3 separate regions of the Hordeum vulgare genome follow, and all the other regions are linked to region 1. Evidence: chromatin contacts called from public Hi-C data. All regions are on one chromosome and are shown on one strand. Each heading gives the region's core, a stretch centred on a gene start, on an enhancer-like site or on the middle of the called end of the contact. The rest is flanking DNA. Distances are from core to core; before and after follow the strand shown. Region 1 holds the start of LOC123397542 (metal transporter Nramp6-like). Region 2 holds the start of LOC123395714. Region 3 holds the start of LOC123394957.

Region 1 (2,904 bases), core at 219-2,718:
CCGGTAAGTTAGCCACTATTCAGGAAAACAGATTACTACTCGATTCGGTTTTTATCCATGCCAGCCATCCCTAACCACCAATGTGATTCTAAGTTTCAAATAAAACCAAGTGCCAATCAATCGCATAACAAACCTCTCTGATCTTTTCATCGCAAGGGTTCAGAAAATTCCAGTTTCTGTAGTTGCTAAGCAGAAACGAATTAAAATTCAAGCTTTTAACTTCTAATTAAAATTTTGCTGATTCTTGTCAAGGAAGGTAAATGTCTGCAACCCTCGTATCTCATAGGGCAGAATGAATTAAAAGTAGGCCAAATGTACATCGTCACTTGTCACTTCACTGGTAGTACAACCTCAACAAAAAAGATCAAGCAATCCTGTAGCTGAGAATTAAAGCAAGCGTGCATCATGATTTACAACCAAATCTGCACCAAACCAACACCTAACCATGTTGGGTCCTCAAACTAACGTGACGCTACCATAAGCAGTGACAGTAAGCAAATAACTAACTGAGATCTAACACTAAAACCTCGCCCAAATGTCACTAGCAACGACTGGGACAAAAATCACTTTTCCAGTTTCTCATCTTTTGGTAAAATCCCTAGTGCTGATTAGACAAAGAGCAACTTATTTTGGAACTATTCTGTGATTCAGCACCTTGTCTACAATCAAATTAGTCCAATTGCAAAAAAAATATAAAAAAAATCAACAGCCAATGGGAGGAAGTCCAAACTCACCAATCCAAGGCGGTGATGACAACGCCGGCCCAGAGCGGCAGATACCCATTGCTAAGGATCTTGATGGCGATCGCGCTTCCAATGACCTCCTGGATGTCAGCGCCGACCATGGCGACCTCGGCCATGAGCCAGAGAGCGCGGCGCGCCCAGTCGGGGTACTCGTCGCGGCAGAGCTCGGCGAGGTGCCGGCCGGTGGCGACCCCGAGGCGCGCGGCGAGGAGCTGCACGAGGAGGCCCATGGCGGTGGCCCACATGAGCAGCCACAGCAGCGTGTCTCCGGCCGCGGCACCGGCCTGGAGGTCCCCCTCGAGGTTGCCCGGGTCCAAGAAGGCGATGCTCATCAGGAAGCCGGGGCCCGTGAAGAGCCAGAGCTTCCGCCACGAGAAGGGCGGCGAGCCCGAGGACGAGGCGAGCTGCGCCTCCAGGTCGGCGTCCGCGTCCGGGTCGTCCGAGATGGAGACGATGACCTTCTCGGACGCCTCGAACGCGCGCTCCTCGAGGTCCTCCTCCTCCTCGCGGCCGCTGCTGCTGCCGCCGTCGCCGTGGTCGCCCCCGGGCGCCGAGGCGGGAAGGAGGGCGAGCGCCTCATCGTCGGCTCGGGCCGCACCGGCGTCTCCCGCGGCGCCGGAGCCGGCGTGGGCGGACATCGAGATGCGTTTCTGTGCGAGTTTACGCCGCGACGGTGCGGCGATTTCGCGGGGCACGTGGTCGGCACGTGCCAGCCTCCCCAACCGGATGCTTCGTGACACCACTATCTCGACCTTTTTGGACCCTTTTATAGTAGTAGTAGTACGCTTATTAATCTTTCTCGGATCGATAGTGCAGCCTTCTGCTTAGTCCTACTCTCGTCGTGTCTATTTGGTTGTCCCTGAAAAAGATATACAGTATTATTTTGTTTTGTTTTGTGCCTGTGGAAATCGATGATAGGATTCTGTAATCAGCAGACAACTCAAAGCCTTTGGGCCATCCTGCACCACGATTTGGTATGATGTCCTGTTTTCGACATATAGGCTAGTTGATGATAGATCTATGCACACATGCTCCCTCCATCTCAATATGTCATTATCTCTTCCATCAAATGGTCTAGGCATGACTTGCTTTGCTCAGTCTTCTTCAACACCTTCACTTTATAAATACAACCAATCTACTTGTAAAAAAATAATCAAGAGTTATAAAAGGGCTATTGCTTCTGCCCATCTGTCATTAAAATTACCCTTAGAGTTGACGTAAATTATTCACTGTATCTTTCATAAATGAAAAAATGAGTTGATTTGCTACATGGGTTGTTTTCTTTAACTTGTATATACTGTTTGGCCCCTATTTAAACACAACCACACACTCGGTCCAATGGTCAAAGCCTTACGCCGCCACCTAGGAGACCTGAGCTCAACCCGAGACTCGTCCCTTTTTCACTCCCTTATTCAAATGCCCTTTTTTGTGACACCACTATCTCGACCTTTTTGGATCCTTTTATAGTAGCATGCTTATTAATCCTTCTGGATCGACAGTGCAGCCTTCTGCTAGTCCTATTCTCCTATTGTGGCCATGTTTATCAGAAATTTAGGATGTCCCTGGTATACCTTCTATTTTGTGTGAAAATGAGCTTTATTTTTATCGGTTATGAATGATAGGATTACAATCAGTAACCAACAAACAACTCTGAGCTTTTGGGTCAGCCTGCGATCACAATTTAGTACGATGCTTCGCTTTCGACATATAGGCTAGTCGATCCGTGACCTTATTCTAGAGATGATCAGTAATATAAAACATGCTCTATCTATCTCGTTTATAGCGTTGAATTTGATTTGCTCCATGGATGAAACATGGATTAGCAAGAACTTCTGCGTTGCTTCAACTTTAGCCGAGACATTATCATGCAAGGTATCATTTCGAACTTGCCAATTTCTTCATATGATCATTAGGACCCTCGTTCATTCCACATTCATAAGTGTGAGCAACAAGCCAAACAATCATTCATCACCGGTGTTTAGTATTGTCTTCTTTGTTGGGATCTTTCAAATCTCGCCCATGGTGTCCCAGACAACACTTGTCGTCGGGCAGGAAATGACCACATGGTAGTACACTTATTAATCCTTCTCGGATCGATAGTCTGCAGCCTTCTGCTTAGTCCTACTCTCATCGTGTCTATTTGGTTGTCCCTCGAAAAGAT
Region 2 (2,904 bases), core at 205-2,704, 470 kb before region 1:
GGCCAGGCTCAGCGCAGCGCGCCCCCATGCGGTTCCTCACGACACGGCCTGCGGTCTCGCACTCGGTGGCCACCATGCGCACCTTCCCCATGGCGTACGAGTTTCGGACTGAAGAGAGGAGCTTCTGCCCGCCGGAGGCAGCCAGATACTGCTGCAGAATGTACTGCGCCGACGAAGTCTCCTGCGTAGAGCGTAGAGCATATCAACACCTCGCTGGTGAACAGCTATAAAGGTATGGTAAAGAGCCATTTTTCACATCAAGCAGCTCATTCAGCTTTAAGTTTAATCTTTCTTCTTTACAGCAAAATACGCATTATCTGTTAAAGGGGCATGCTGTATCATACGGAGTACAAGGAAAGCCATTTTTTTTTTCCTTTTTAGAGTGGCAATATGTTCAGATGACAATTTTGTACTCCCTCCGTCCCAAAATAATTGTCTTAAGCTTAGTACAACTTTATACTAGAGCTAGTATAAAGTTGAGACAGTTATTTTGGGACGGAGGGAGTAGCAAATACAAGAACCCTTGCTGAACATATCACATCAACAACTCATTTCTATAAAGTGTTTCCCCTAACAAACCAACAAGTTTCTGGAACACATTCCAGAGAAAACGTCGAAAAACAGCCTCTCCAATTTAATAACTTGTATAAGAGAACAAAAAAGTACTACTACTAATTCCAGCCAAAAGGAGTCGGCCGTAGCAATCAATCAGTGAATCAAATCTTCTAATGGACGGAAAGATTTCTGCTCATGAGCGCGCCAGAGCGAACTCAATCTACAGCAAGAAGAAGCAAGCAGGCAGAGAAGGGAGCAACAGCGAGCGCTTACGATGGGGGTGTCCTTGATGCTGAGGTGCGGGAGCGGCTCGGCGGCGCAGACATGCACGGGCGCGAGCGCCGCGCCCATGACCCCGAGCAGCATCCTGAGGTCGTTCCGCCTGGCGGCGCCGGCGCCGGCCGCGGAGGCCACCGGCCCGGACGACGGCGCGCGGGCGAGCTGGCCCCGCACCCAGCGGCCCCACCCGTCTCTGCGCGCGCGCCCGGCGCCGGCCTCCTCCGGATCCGGGCCCTCCATGAGCGGCGCGAGGGCCTCCCCGCCACCGCCGCCCCCCGCGTACCGCAGCGCCGCCTTCGCCGCCGCCGCCTCCTCGGCCCTCCGCCGCGCCCGAGCCGGCGACAGCCCGCGGGCGACCTCCCCCCGCAGCGCCGAGAAGAAGCCCTGCTTCTTGTCCATGGCCGGTGGCAGGGATCTTGTCGCGATTAGCCGAGACCACGAGCGCCGAGAAGGCAGAGCCTCAGGCCAGTGTGTGTGTAGCTTGTGTTGGCGACAAAGAGAGTGGGGGAGTGGAGTGGGGTGCGAATATAAACGATGGCGAGGGGGCTGGGCCGGAAAAAAGGGTTGGGAGCAGACTGGAGGCGCGGCGCCGAGTGTGTGACCCCCCTGAGCGACTGAGACTGGACTGCGCGGGGCGGTTAACACAGTGGGCGGCTGACTAGGGTTACCGCCATGGTGAGCTTACCCTCCTATCCTCTCTGTGTACTGTGCTGTGTTGGGAGATGCTGAGAAAATCCTTATTTATGGGTGATATTTCAGGGATTTTCTTTCTAATAGTCCCTCTATGTTTAAATAGTTGTAGTTGAAACAAATTAGTCTATTTATCTCTAATCATAATTATTTAGATATGGAGGAAATATTTTTTAGTGATACATCCGGATTTCCTTTAGTGGATCAGATTTTATTTCGATGTTTTCTACTCCCTTCGTTTTGAAATGTAAGTATTTTTAAAGATGTCATTAGAAGATTACATATAAAACAAAATGAATGAATTTATATTTTAAAATATATCTATATATACATCTGTATCTAAAATATACTTACAGATGTGTAATGTGTTGTGTTGGGAGATGCTGAGAAAATCCTTATTTATGGATGATACTTCAGGGATTTTCTTTCTAATAGTTTTGAGTGATACATCAGGATTTTCCTTTAGCAGATCGGATTTTATTTTGATGTTTTCTATAATGTTGTTTGAAAGAGTCGCTCTGTGGGTTTTTTTCTTTTTAAGAATGCTGTTGCTTTGGTTTAATTGAATGCATGTAATGTAAGCTAGACCATTAGCGTGACACATGTGATAAATAATACAATCATTTTTCTTATATAAAGGGATTAGACCATTAACTTGTGCCATAAGTTGACCTTTTTCCTGCATGTTTATCTACATGCGTTGTCACGACAAACGTAAAGCCATAATAATTGCTTTCACGCGACAACTTCCTAGTTGTATGAGTCATATCTCTTTTCACACAAAAATAAAAGGAAATGTAATTCACAGTATTATAAGAGCATATTTTCTATTGTAAGCGCCTAATTCAGAAGATGTGCTTCGGTTCTCAATGTGCATCGTCATAGTGTGTACAAAGAGCTAGTGTCATATAAAGAGCTAGCGGATTACCTCTCAGGTTTCCTTTTTATACATAGAAAGTGATATAATATTGGATCCGCGTTTCCTTTTCCTCACATAGAAACAGCAAGCAATTGCCATTCTTTGCTCAATAAGATAAACACAGAAAAGATAAAACAAAGAAAGTAAAAAAAGCAAACCTTTCTTTTAATTTTTTTGCGGTGAGAAGAAAATGCCTCACCCACTACTACGAGCTGGCGAGGTGAGCGCATCCACTGGCACTGTCCATGTCTGACACATGGTCCCCACGCGAGCCCATGGCACGCCGTCATGGCGCGAAGCTTCGCAGGTTTGGGAAAACGGACAACAGACCACCTTGCCGTTACATGTGTACTACTCCCAGTACTCACGTGGCACGCATCGCAAGCATACTCTACCCTACCCGGACAAATTGTGTAGCCACTCCTGATCCCACTTGTTGAAAATATGAACAAATTATTACA
Region 3 (2,904 bases), core at 258-2,757, 370 kb after region 1:
GTGGTGTTGAAATCTGGTAATATTACTAGGTTGTGGCATGATTCTGTGAATGCTAAACCCCCGTTAAAAAATACCTACGCTGATTTGTTCTATATTTGGAATCAAAAAGATATTACTGTGAGGGTTTTTAAAGCGGGGGAGGGGGATGATTTCTTCAGGAGATAGATGACTCCTTTGTTGGCTGGCCAATGGGCTGAGCTGAAAAGGACTGTTGATGACTGGGTCATCTCTGATGAACTAGATCAAATTTGTCTCGAAGCTTGGGGGTGGAAAAAGGTTTTCTACTAAATCTGTGTATGAGCATTTAGAAAGTAATATTGCTGGTTGTGACTTTAGATGGATCTGGAGAGCAAAATTGCCTCTGAAGATCCAGATTTTCCTATGGCAACTGTTTCAGGATGCTATTCTCACGCGTGATGTGATGGAAAAAAGAAAGTGGAAAGGTAATCCTAGATGTTCATTTTGCTCGGAGAGGGAGACTTCGCAACATCTATGCTTTACTTGTCCTGTGGCTAGAGTGGCATGGAGAACTGTGGGTTGTATGCTTGGCACAAGCAAGGGCCCTAGTAATCTTTGACAGTTTTATGCTTGGTGCTATGCTTATATGCCTAATGGGGCTAGGTTTTATACTTGTGCTCTTGCTGCTATTTGTTGGGCATTGTGGAATTGCCGCAATCGTGCGACCTTTGAGAATAAGAAGCTGAGGTCTCCTTTTGATGTTATTTACTCTGCTTGTGGCTTCCTAATGTATTGGGCAGGGCTGTTGACGGGGGAGGACAAAGATGCAATGGAGCGAGGGGTGAAGATGCTGAAGAGCAATGCATCGACTTTGATGAGGATCTGTGTGGCTCCAGAGGAGGCTTGATGGTGGGTTTATCCTGTTTTGATGTTTGGTTCTGGTGAGTAGTTCAGGAGTTTGTGTGCCTCCCTGCGTGGAGTGGATTCAGGCGATGACCTGTGTTTCTTCTGGAGCTTCTTATACTATCTTGAATTGCTGTGTGCGATGAGTGGGTGTTCTTGGGTTTTCGCCCTACGGTAGGTTGCTCGATGACGAGTGCCTATGTGTGGGTTTTCCAAGAGTGCTTTGGACTCGCACCCCTTTTCTGGTTTTCCTTTTGGTTTGGATACTGTATTTCCGTTATGTCAAAGTAATGGAAAGGGGTTGTCCGGTTCAGAAAAAAGAGAAATTAACAAGGTTGTCACAAACGTCTTCGTAGTCGAAGAGAACACCTCCATCTGATTTTTCTGGGCTTGACATTAATATTTGTATTTTTTAAAATTTATTTTAGGTCTTTCGTCGATATGTCTTTAATGAAAGAAGACGTTTCCGTCGACTACAAAGACGTATATAACGACTTTATCAATGTTAACATAACGTGTCGACTGTGTCTTTTAAGGTGTTCATAGATATAGAGTGTACGAGTGTAGGCTTATAAGGTTGGCTGTATGCTCGGCCGACTTCTGTGTATAAAAGAACTCGGATCTGATTTTCGTTAGACGCAAGTCTGTGCGCCGCGGTACACGGGAACTTGGCCTGCTCTGCTGGCGGAGGTGCGCCAGTGGTAACTCAGTAGGCGACGCGGTGGGTGAAGGTGACGCGACGGTCCACGCGAGGCCATACGTGGGAAGGCCGGAGCGCGTCCACGCGTTACGCCCGGCCGGGCCCGCATGGCAAGCGAGACACGAGCTGGCGCTTATCCTGGGTCCAGCTAGGCGCCCGCACGAACCACCACCCACCAACCAAGCACCAGACCTCGCGAGACAATCAGAGGGGTCTCGCCGCCGGCGACGGCCGCCCGCACATGCCGATCTCCGCCGGCATCCGCGCGCCGCCGCAGGGGGCGGCCGTGCACGTCCCCGGGCGGCGGCTCCTCGGCGCCCCCGTTCCTCAACTGGCGGCGGGCGGCGGCGTCCGGCGCAGGAGGCTCGGGGTCGTGGTGGCTGCGGCCTCCTCCGCGGCGTCGCCCGACGAGCTCTACGCCCGCGGGAGGCATCTCCACGGGTTCCCCGAGGTGAGCGCGATGCCGATGCCGATGCCGATGCCCCTCCGTGGAGCGGGTGTCTGTCCGTAGTAGCGAAACGAAACTCTGCCCCTTTGTTTGAGCAAATACAAATTGCTATATACTATATTCATGTGTGCAACTCTACAATATAATAAATTATCAAAAAAAGATCTTGTAGATAGAAACTAAAATCATAAGCAGCATAGAATAGGTTACCTGTAGATTGAGGTGTCTCCAGACAGGCGTGAGGAGGTTATTTACCTCCCACTCACAAAGAACTAGATTCTTGTGAGCCTCCAGCCTTCCACTGGAAAAGGTTATCTGGAATAGGATTAGCATCTTTTAATCCTATCGAATCGATGTGCCGATACTGTTCATTATTATGACGCACTTGTACTGTGTGCAGAAATCTTCACTTTGGAACTTGATAAAAGATGTAGAACCTTTGGATCTAAGTGTAGTCCAGAGAGATGTTCCTCCTGAAACTGTGGATGCAATGAAGAGGACTGTTTCGGGCATGTTGGGCCTGCTTCCGTCTGATCAGTTCCGTGTTGTCGTGGAGGCCCTTTGGGATCCCTTCTTCAAGTTGGTGATATCTTCAATAAAGACAGGGTATGCTTTTCTCCTGAATCATACCATTCCTATAGATTATAGTTGAATTTGATTGTCTCTGGTCAAAAGAAGATGCATTTTGGCATGGCTACCTTTTGCAATTGTGTGCATATAGAAGTAGCAAATTACTTGATGTGGAATCTAGGTCAACCCGTTATGTGAGGTGGACTGGGAAAGTACGCCATTAATGGTAGGCTGGTAGCCTGCTCTTATTATCTTTGTGTAGGAAATCGAAATTCAACTGTCACTACTCACTGTAAAAAGGGCAATTATCAGAACAGTTTGCTGC

Evidence for each region. A called contact is a pair of places that touch in the nucleus more often than the background predicts.
Region 2: a Hi-C map of seedling shows a contact between it and region 1, with 3 times the contacts expected there. The contact joins the promoter of LOC123395714 here to the promoter of LOC123397542 in region 1. A contact is called at or near these places in 2 of 6 Hi-C or Micro-C datasets (leaf and seedling).
Region 3: a contact with region 1 is called in a Hi-C map of seedling, with 4 times the contacts expected there. The contact joins the promoter of LOC123394957 here to the promoter of LOC123397542 in region 1. A contact is called at or near these places in 3 of 6 Hi-C or Micro-C datasets (leaf and seedling) and 1 of 1 datasets of contacts at active chromatin or transcription factors (embryo).

What each region holds. Positions count from the first base shown.
Region 1 is chr5H:71,239,692-71,242,595 of MorexV3_pseudomolecules_assembly, reverse strand. LOC123397542 (metal transporter Nramp6-like) reads right to left here and starts at 1,468. Exons shown (of 4, transcript XM_045092070.1): 1 at 735-1,468. The coding sequence starts at 1,381.
Region 2 is chr5H:71,713,718-71,716,621 of MorexV3_pseudomolecules_assembly, reverse strand. It overlaps LOC123395714, which reads right to left and starts at 1,454. Exons shown (of 3, transcript XM_045090742.1): 1 at 829-1,454; 2 at 1-181. The coding sequence starts at 1,233.
Region 3 is chr5H:70,873,345-70,876,248 of MorexV3_pseudomolecules_assembly, reverse strand. LOC123394957 reads left to right here and starts at 1,507. Exons shown (of 6, transcript XM_045089862.1): 1 at 1,507-2,012; 2 at 2,410-2,615. The coding sequence starts at 1,803.